2 separate regions of the Gossypium hirsutum genome follow, and region 1 is linked to region 2. A link is a contact called in public Hi-C data. All regions are on one chromosome and are shown on one strand. The core of a region is the stretch at or near the end of the contact, and the rest is flanking DNA. Distances in the headings are between cores, read along the strand shown.

Region 1 (5,677 bases), core at 11-2,510, 50 kb after region 2:
TAAATGTTAGGTACAATAATTTATATATTAAACTTTTAAAAAGGAAAATGTAGATTCAAATATTACAAATTTTGATGTAGTAAAGGTTGAATAGTTAATTTGAACTATACATTAGGAGTGCATTTGAAATGCCTAAATATAATTTTCATTTAAGAATAATTGGTAGATAAAATCCACATGCATCATGGTCAACTTTTGCTTTCTTCAACTAAAAGGGGAAAAAGAAAATTTAAGTGCAGCAACAAAATAAAAAATAAAAAATCCAACAAATATTTTTAAGTTATATCATTGATTTGGTGAGATTATGACAATATTATGATTTTATCCAACATTTTTCTAATCAAGCTTTAACTTGCAAGGCTTATAAATTTTAAAAAAAACCAATTTAAAGATTTAATTTATCTATATAATTATAAATTTATATTATAATTTTAGTTATGTTGGTTTATATAATATTTTTTAAGTAAAATATTCAAAATTCTAATTTTAACAATTCCAATTCCTTTCTATAATCTTTTTTTTTTGAAACAAATATTCACTGGAATATTATTCAAAGCAGGCCTAACAACCACACCAAAAGCAAATAGAACAAAAGTCAAAAAACCAAATACAAAGGAAACCCAAAAAGAAACCGAAGCCCAAACAGAAAAACAGTAGAAAAACCAAAAATAAAACACTATGACCCGAAAAATAAAACAATCCAGCAAAACGACAATGGGAGCTCTAGAGTCTTCGGCACTCCAGCTGTAATCCATTAAAAGAAAACCCCTCTTGAAAGCAACAAAAAAATGCATGGGGAGGGCCAACAAATCAGAAGCTTTAAACGTCCATCAATCTACACCATCCGAAAAATCTTCCCATTTCCCCAAAGCACTTTGGAGATAACACCCTGTTGAATTTGAAACTCACAGCAAAACAATTTCTTCAGAAAACACTCCCACCTAACTCTTCATTTCCCCTCCTTCTTGACTCTCTCGCCTCCTCCGTCCACCGCTTATCTTCAGCCACCATCTCCGCAACACCAGAAGGGACTAGATTCAACAGATAAGTAGAATCTCCTTTCTTAATTCCTTCAGATGCTAGAAAATGGGCTACCTTGTTAGCCTCCCTGTTAGTAAAGAGAAATACACATAAACTGAAACTTAAACTCAGCTTCAAAGCCTCATTGATATAAACTGAGATCTCAGAACTATCATTCATCTTTTTTTGCAGCTTCCGGATTACCGACTGAGAGTCTCCCTCAACCTCCACCTCTCTCAAACCAAGTTGTACCCCAAGATTCAGAGCCTGAACACACGCAACCGCTTCTGCTGCAAATACAGAGGGTATGTTTGTGTTCATTACAGTTTTTGAACATATGATCCTAGCTTCCTTATTACGCACCACTAATCTTGAGCATGATTCTTTTTTTTATGGTTGTTGAAAGCTGCGCCAAAGTTTATTTTCAGCCTCGATCCCATCGGTACAACCCATCTGTCCACATACACCCTTCTTTCAGGTACACAACAATGCAAACCATCAAGTTCCTTTAAATAGTTGTTCACAAAAATAACAATTTGAGCACTTGATTTAATCTCCCCCTCATGAATAAATCTATTTCGAAAAGTCCAAATCGCCCATAAAACACATGCTATCATTCTACAGTTAGCCATAGATCTGGACTCAAAACTACTTTTTATCCAGTCTCTGAAATTTAAGGTTTTATAGGAAATAGGCCAAAAAATACTTCACTGCTCCCATGTTTCCTTTGTAGAAGGGCATTCACGAAACAGATGCTCCTTTGTCTCCGCTCCAGATTAACACCACCGACACGTAGGAGAATCCAACATTCTTCGATAGTGTAGATTACTGAAAGTAGGTACATAGTTACACAAAAGTCTCCAAACTGTAATTTTAATTTTAGGGGTAGGTCCAGTTTCCATAGTTTCTTGTAAAGTTGTATGTAATCTGCTTGTATTTGGTTTCGTCCTTCATGTAAAACGATTTTGTGACCAATACGAACCGAGTACTCCCCAGACAACCCACGCCTCCAGATGAGAGAATTTTCTTGCTCAAACAAAGGAAGAGGAATGCAAAGAATTCTTTTTGCAACCGGCATAGAGAAGGTACTATGAATCAACTCAAAATTCAATTATCTAGAATTAGCATGAATCAGATTTGCCACTTTATTAATTCTAGGATTACTATTCATGTTTTGGACTCTGACCTCTTCATTTTTAGGGATCCAAACATCTTCCCAGATAGAAACTTTCCGACCATCCCCGATCTTCCATGCCATTCCCTTCAAAACTAGCCCCCTTGTGGCCCATAGACGTTTCCAGGTAAAAGAAGGTAAATTTCCCAATCTAGCGTTTAAGAAATCGGAATCCTTAAAAGTATTTGGCTTTTAAAGTATGCGCTAGTAAGGAATTAAGGTATCGTCGCCATTCCTGTTGGCCAATAAAGCTATATTAAAAGAACTCAAATGATGAAAACCCATGCCTCCTTCCTCCAACGTACATAAAGACCTCCAATCACACCAATGCGTCCTTCTCTTGCCATGATTATTCCTCCACCAAAATGAACCCATTATATTTTCCAACTCTAAACAAAGAGTTTTTGGTAAAAGAAAACAAGACCGTATAAGTGGGCAGAGCTTGTAAAATAGCTTCAATAAAAACCTCTTTTGTAACATTTTGAAATAGGTCCTAAATAGTATAGTGGTTGTGATTTGATATAGAAAAGTTTATTTCGATTAATTTTTATGATTTATCAAGTGATTAGATGCATGTGTGTATTAATAAGAAATTTTATAGATTGCATGTTTAATTTGCCTATTAGGGCTTATTTGTAGTTGTTGTAACAGTCTGATTTAGGGCCTAAATGGAATGATGGTTTTAGAACTACGAATTCGAAGTTGAAAAATTTATTCCAATTAAGTTTTAAGGTTTATTTATTGATTAAAATATTGTGTAAAAATATCGTTAAGTAATTTTACTAATAAAGTGCTTAATTGGACTTTTAGGACTAAATTGTAAAAGTTGTAAAATATGTGTTCTAATTTATAAGTAATTGATTGAAATTGGGGTTTAAAGAGGAGGTCTTTAAATGGTAATTTTAGCATTATATTTTGTTTGGACAAAAATGAGCATGAATAGGATAAAATTTTAAAGAAGGGCCTTAAGGACATTTTAGTCATTTGGTAATTAAAAGAAATAAAAAGGAAAAATAAAGCTAAAATTGACTCATCTTTTTCATGGAGATCGAAATTAGCATGGGGGAAGACATGGATAGGGTTTTCAAGCTTTCCAAGCTCAACAGTAAGTCCATTCTAGCTCTGTTTTTCAAGTTCTTTACGATTTCGAAAACTCGGTAACTTGATTAAGCTTATTTTAAGCTAGGGTTTATATTTGGAAAAATACTTGTAGGTGGAATGTGTTTATTTTGATTTTTATGGTAGAATTTCAAGGATAAAGTTATGTTAAACAACTTTTGTTAAGCGGTTTTAAGCAAAAATGAGTAAAATGGCTTAATCGGTAAAAATTATTATTGTTCATAACTATGTGTTAGAGTGAGAATTTGATGTTGTCATAAAAGGGAAAAGTAATCAGCATGTCATAAAACATAAGAATAAGGGATGAATTATAATTCCCGAGTCTAGGGGTAAAAGTGTAAATATGTAAAAGTTTAGGGGTAAAATTGTAATTTTGTTAAAGTTTAAGTTAAGGATTTTTTTGAATATTAAATTAATTAAATAAGTAAAATATGATGTTTTAGATTTCGAAAAATGAGATTTGAATTTAGAATGGGAGAAAAATTGAAAATCGGGAAAGTTGATAAAATGACTGTTTTAGTATCGAAGTAAGTTCATATGTATAATAAGCATTAATTTATGCATGTTTTAATGTAAAATTGATATATTTACTATGATTGCCGAGGTGTTGAAAGTAAGTATAAGTTATGATGATTTAAATGTTCAATATTAATTCGACATGGAAATGAGAAAGTATGTAAGTTTGTATGTAAATAATACATTATCTTTATTATGTTTTTGTATTTCAGCATATTTTATGTATTGTAGCTGATTTTTGAATCATAATTGACTATTGGAAGTACGGAATCAAGTATTAGAAAGAGAGAGAAATCTCGGTTGAACTTTCGGAAATATTGGATGATACATATGGTATGTAGCTAGGTCACATGTATGGTGCTGAGTGCACATCATGTGTACAAGAGAGGTACGAGACATTATGATGTAGCTAGGTTGAATGGGTGATACTATGTGTACACCATGTAGAGAAGAGAGCTACGGGATATATGTAGTTAGGTCGCATGCATGGTTCCAGGTGAAGGACACCATGTAGACAAAAGAGCTACGAGATAAACTGGCTAGGTCACATGGGTGGTACTAAGTGTTCATCATGTGTACAAGAGAGCCAAAATTGTGTACAATCGAGCTAGGTCACATGAGTGGTGCTAAATGAAGGCCACTATGTGTATAAGAGAGCTTCGATTTTAAAGGTGGGCTGTGTGCGATACCATCGCGTATCTGTTATTATTTTGAAGCGTTCAACTGGGAAATTGATTAAATGAAATTGTGTATGACTTTGTGACGATAAGTGTAAGCATATACGTGTGTAACTTATGAGTAATATGCTTGATATGTGATTGGAAATTGGAAAGATTGTTATGGGAAAGTGATGAATACAATTGAAGTGTGAAAGATCAAAATTGACAATAAAATTGTTCTGGATAGTTGCAGTGATGTGAATCTAAAAATTTACCAAAAATAGTAGAAATTGAATCAGAGAATGAATGAGATATAAAATTAGAGCTTAATGAGTCTATTTTCATATAACAGAAATAGAGCAAGCAAAGGAATTCTATATTATGAGATATTTAAGTTTTTGAGAGACTGGTTCAGAATGACTACGTGATCCCTTGTTCTGACTTGGAAAAATAATTAAAAATTTTTAAAAAATAATTAGGGGATATAATTTATATTCTTGAAATCCTTAATGAGTCTAGTTTCAAATGAAATAAACGAGAACATCCTTTGAATTCTGTACGAGGAGAAAATTGATTCGTAGTGAAGAGTGGTCAGAACAGTTGAGCAGTGAAACAGGGGTAACTTCAATGAATAAACTGTACTAATTATCTAGACCAAAAAATTCTGAATATATGTGAATCTTATTTCAAGGAAAATTAACGATTTGTAATTTGGAGTTCTGTAGCTACAGAAATAAATAATTTAGCTGCTGGTACTCTGCTAGACAGCTTATTTTGAACCTGTTTATGATTGTAATAGTGAAAGTATGTGCGTTTGTGATGGTAATATTCCGGGAACATATTGTGACTTTGTTTAAAGTATGATAATGTATTGTTTATTAATATTTACATACTTGCTTACTAAGCTATAATGTTTACTCCCTTCCTTTCCTTTTTACTATAGTGTCGCAAATGTTAGCTCGAGTTGGAGGTCACCGGAGGTTAAATTACACTATCAAACTATTGATCGATATATAAAGATTTTAAAGTATTTTAAGTCTTTGGGATGCATGGAGACTCGTTTAATTGTTATTAAGTTGCTAGGAATTGGCTTAAAATACTGACCTATGTTATTTGAAGGTCTCAATTGTATAAAGTCATTTAATGTAGATAGTCTTGACTATGTTATTAATTAAATGATGCAATTTAT
Region 2 (5,601 bases), core at 1,120-3,619:
TAATTGCGTATGGTGAATCTTAAATTTAGATATTAAGTGTGCCAATGAATATATTTTTGACCATTAGAAACCATTAGGTTTGCTTAAAGAAAAACAAAAAAATAAAAAAAAATTCATTGAGATTTAAGAATAATCGAGATTACAAAATTCTTAATCATGAGGTGTGGTGGTTACTTACCTCATCCACTATGAAATCGAAAATTTAATCTTCGCTCATAAAAATAAAACTCATTTCATGATCAATTATTTACCTCTTTAAATAATACTCTTAATAACAAAATTAAAAGCTGCTATCCTCAATAAATACTCTAATTTCGAAAATTACAAACTTCTCAAAATAGTTGACTTGAATTGCAAGTAGAGACCAGTACTTTAGATGTAATGTGCAATGAAAATGATGGTTGCTTCTATCCGTTTCCCCCCCCCCCCCTTTTTTCTCTGTATCTCATAATTATTTCACAAATGAGCTGGTCTGATCAATTAGAAAAAACTTAAATGTGGTGTGGTTTTCGAGTGTCTGTCAAAACCACAATCTCATAATCTTTGGGGCTAGTAGAAACAACAAGTGACCTTCATCATGAGCCAGATATTGTATTCAATTTTAAAACTGCATCATTGCATGTCAATTTATTTGATTGTCCCAAATATATAGGAATCCCTATTATAATTAAAATGAAATCAACCCAATGTTAGCCCATTAGCTAGCATTACTTGCTTGTAGTGCATATACTGACAGTGATTTATTTCACCAATGATATATAAATTCTACTTAAAAAAATTATCAACATTAGAAATAAAGATGAAACTAATTTTTTTAAAAGATAAAAATGAATCATATATTATTAAAATTAAAGTGAAATTTTAAAATATAATTTTATATTAACATATAATTTTATAAAATTTTAAAAAATTAAATGATAAATCTATTATTTTTGGGCATACAGTTTTTGCTTTCCTCCTTAGCTAGAAGTAGACATAATGGACATCTTTATCTAGCTATTCTCTCTGAGTGGGGAACATGTCATTGCCTTTTGTGGTTGGCTAGATAAAACACTATTTGCCTTAACTTTTGACTAAAGAAACTCTAAGATAAGGACCAAACAAGTAAAGACCTTCCGGTTTTTCTAATCAAATTCTTCAACTATAGGGGAAGAAGACATAGTTTCCTTTATAATCCCAAATATTATGAGATAAGTTTAACATTAGGATTAGGCTTCACAATTCATTTATTCTTATTATTTTTCATGTCATAATAATGTCTGAGGTGATGTTTATTTGTATAAAGTTTAACATATTAATAATTGACTAAAATAAATTTAACAAATTAAGTCTCTAAACTTCTGTTAATTTTATGTAGATAAACCCTTATATTTGTGCACACCTAAATAAGTCCTTAATTTCTTTTGACTGTTAGCATTTTTCTAATTTAGTGGACTCATATAACATTTGGTTGGTAAGGGTTTACATGTGTAGAAACGAGATCATACGAAATCAATTAATTTATTGTTGCCAAAAGACCAGACAATTATGAAGTTTGGGACATGAAGTTAAAGTAGCTTTAGTGCATTGCTTGCCCAATGAATTGTAATACTGGGATTTCTAGATTTTGGAGCTTAAAAAGGTAAAAGAGATTATGATAATACAGAAGAAAAAGTGGCCACACAAGAGTCGTATCAAATTAATTCCTTAGGGAACTCCATAATTTTAATTCCTTGTCCCTCATTGTCATACCTTAACCATTTCAAACATAATATATTTTATAGTACACTTAATCGATCAAAGAGGACTCTATCTCACTTTATTGATAGCTCTTCCAACTATCTACCAATGCATGGCAAATTAAAGCATTTTGTAATTAGATTAGATTACATTCTCTAGTGCAAAGGTTATTACTTTTCAAAAATTATGAATTAATTGTAATTTTATTTCATAGAATTTAATTATTTATTTTTTAAAAAAATAAATAGAATTAAACATCCGACTACATAATTAAGAGATGAAGTAAACCATCACCACATCCCATCACACATTATTGTTTGTAATGCTTGATTTTAATTATTATTGATTTGGATGTATATTGTTTGAATTATAATTATAATTATACTTGTAATTTAAAAACCTAATATTTTAATAAAAATTAAAGGAAGATTTTTAGTTAATACGAAATTAGGCCTTTGTTTAGACTATAATCTTTTTTTTTCTCCTTTTGGTGCATGTCTACAACTCTTTAAATTAATGGGTTTCATTTGGAACAAACAAATAATGGGCCTAAAAAAGTCATGAGAAATCTAAAATAATTGACAGTATTCCTGGGCTGACTCCATCGTCTTAAAAGGCCCATGTATTTTATACAGTAGACAAACTTTACAAAATTGAAAGAAACAAGGCATGGCATGGGATTCAAATGAGCAGCAGCAGCAGCGAGGGGTTTGATTGTTCACGAAACTGCAAGTTATTAAATTGGACAGCAAAGTACTCATTCTCAAGTCACTATCGCACCAAATCCAAAAAAGCAATAAAACCCTAGTTACATACTAAATTTATATATGGATCAATTTTCCAACCACTTATATTAGCTGATAACTAGTTGCATATAATGATAAAGTATATTACAATTTAAAAAAAAATTAATTTTGAATTTTAAAACTAATATAGTTGAGAGTCCAATCATGAATTTTAAAATAATTAATTTTTATGAACAGTAAAATATATTATCCTAAATCTCATTTCACATAAATAATGGTTTTTTTAAATGTATAAAAAAAAGTTATTTGGGTTTTTCTTAATAATTTTTCTTCATTCACATACTATACTCTTTTTGTAATGAATTATGATCTTTTTGGTGTTGGCCTACTTCATCAAAGTTTAAAAAGTGTATAATGTTTCTTTTTGTCTTTTATCCCATTTAATTCAACTATATTTCTTAAAAGTTTCTTTTAACTAAATGGATGGATAAATATTATATAGGGTAAACTACATTATTAGTCACTAAATTATGAGTAAGTTTTCATTTTGGTCACTTAACTAAAAAAATTATAATTTGGTCACTAAACTATTCGAAAGTTTTCATTTAAGTCATTGAATTATTCACATTTTTTTATTTAAATTACTAGGCTGTTAAGTTCTTTTTTTAAATTCCACTAGTAAGCTCCAAGCGGTGATTCGATGATCAATACAATGGATCAATACTCATCGACAAGTAGAACATACCTTAAATCCAATCAATCTGATAGTCAGTGTTGAAGATTGAAGAAAAATGCTGTTTGAATTTTTGGTTCACGGATTTGTAATGTCTAAAGTTGTTTCATGGAAAAATATTGAACGGTTGAAGAGAAGGGAAAAAACAACTTTCGATTGGTACAAGCAATACAAATAGAAAAAGTCATATAACATCAAATTTAAAATTTTAACAATTTACATGAATTTTTTTGAATAATTTATTTTTGTTAAATGATAAAAATCTACTCATAATTAAGTATTTGATGATATAGCTTACCCAGTTATATAATGTGATGGGCCGTGCTATGTTATAGCATCCAAACTCCAAAGCCCTTTGATTATATATATCCTTTTTTTTTTTTTGAGAAAATAACTTTGACAATCGAGACATTGAATTAAAAGAATGGAAAGATACTGTTTGGTCGTAGTGAAAATCGATTTTTCTTGGAAAATGGAGTTGCCATTAATATGTCTTTATCTCACTAATTACCATACATTGGACCATACTTTAATTTCATGGTTTTTGAAATACACATTTTAATTTCTGTTTGTTTTTTTCCCCAAAGCCTTCGACAAGAAAAAGCCTGCAGAGTACAAATGCCTCTAATTATAAGGGTTGAGTTTGTTTGTCTGAAGCAGAAATTATTTGCTGCTGCTCCATTTTAGCATACGTATTCAGGTTTTTGACACATCACATGTCCTATCACCCTCCATTTATGAACCTATACATATACAGGTTGACATATCATGACTAATAAAAATTACTTTACGTATAGTTAAGTGTTAAGTGTGGGATATAGTGGTGGATACATTACATTTTTAAGAGAATAAATTAAATTAAATTTTAAAGATAATATTTTTAAGAGAGATAATTATAAATTCTAAATATGAACATAAAAATTATAAAAAAATGTTTGTGTATATAAATAAATCATGATCTTTATAGATTTTTTTGAGTTATCATCACATGTATAAATTATAAAATTATAATTAATATAGCATGAATAATTACACTTATGATTTATACTATAAGATTAATAACCATCATATATATGGACTAAACCAGAATAAATTTGAAAAGAAGTTATAATTATAAGTACAAATAGTATTACATGTGGAGTTATATCTTATATTTTTTGGCTTTTTTTCTCCCAGTTAAACTCTATTTTTAGTTTCCCCCTTAAATTTTGATTAGTATATGTTATTTTAATACTAGTTGACCTACAAATTTAGACTATAAATAGGTACTTTTCCATCTTAGAAAAATAACTCATTACACATTTAGGTATTAGCTTTTACAAGCTTCGAGAGAATTTTATATTTACGTTTTGAGGGTTTTTATTTCGGGTTTTGGGGTTTAGTTTTATTTCCATCTTTTGTACTATTCGTTTTTTCCGTTTTAGTGAAATTGTCTTTGCTCGTGGTTTTTTATCCTTTTCGAAGGGGTTTTTTCACGTAAGATATTTGTGTTCAATCTTTTCAATTTCTTCATTATTTTACTTATTAATTGCTTAATCAAGTTTATTCCCATCAAAGTAGTATTAGAGCCTAGTTGATTTCCACAATCAACCCATATAGAGATGGCAACAACAATGTTTGATATTTGATAAGTTTGATGGCATCACAAATTTCAATCTGTGACAAGTTCGAATGATGACAATTCTGATTCAGGGTGATCTTGAGAATGTCCTAACAAAGAATAAGCTTACAGATATAGAACAATCAAAATGACATACATTAAAAAAAAGCTCTATCCTTAATTTAGTTGTGTCTCACGAATAATTTATTACAGAAGGTGTTGATGGAGAAACGACATACACCCTATGGAAAAAGTTAGAAACCCTCTATGCCACAAAGTCTCTGGCTAACCGATTAGTGTTGAAACAATGATTGTACATGTTCCGTATGAACGAAGGTGAGTACCAGGGATTTAAATTGCGGTCGCGGCCGCGTTTTCGGTCGCGTTGCGTTTATCGCGGTTACGGACATAACGAATGCTATTGCGGTCACTGCAGATATCGCGGTCGTGAATTTTTAAAAAAATTCACACAACTTATTGTAAAATATAATAGCGGTTAATCGCGTTAGCAGTTTCAGACGGTGCTGCTACCGCTGTATAACGGCCGCTATAGCGGTAGCAGACCGCTATTTAAAACCCTGGTGAGTACCTTAGAGATCACATCAGTCAATTTATTACTCTTTTGAATGATTTAAAGAATGTTGAGGTTCAGATTGACGATGAAGATCAGACAATGCTATTATTGTGCTCTTTACCCTCTTCATACAAGTCTTTCAGGGAAACTCTAATTTATGGCATAGATAATCTCTCGTTTGAGAATGTGAAGGGTCATTTGTTGAGTAAAAACAAACTCAACAATGAGT

Evidence for each region. A called contact is a pair of places that touch in the nucleus more often than the background predicts.
Region 1: a contact with region 2 is called in a Hi-C map of leaf, with 3 times the contacts expected there. The contact joins the promoter of LOC121229800 here to the enhancer-like site in region 2. A contact is called at or near these places in 14 of 34 Hi-C or Micro-C datasets (anther, leaf and seedling).

What each region holds. Positions count from the first base shown.
Region 1 is chrA01:115,881,564-115,887,240 of Gossypium_hirsutum_v2.1, forward strand. It overlaps LOC121229800, which reads left to right and starts at 1,261. Exons shown (of 4, transcript XM_041114671.1): 1 at 1,261-1,498; 2 at 2,017-2,105; 3 at 2,221-2,331. The coding sequence starts at 1,398.
Region 2 is chrA01:115,830,047-115,835,647 of Gossypium_hirsutum_v2.1, forward strand. No RefSeq gene overlaps it. Among protein-coding and RNA genes, the nearest start is that of LOC107925560, 8.2 kb to the left of the region's middle. Within about 2 kb of position 2,370, at least 2 of the 9 cell types and tissues checked have an H3K27ac peak or open chromatin away from gene starts, as enhancers often do. A contact at or near this core is called in leaf, where this site is marked.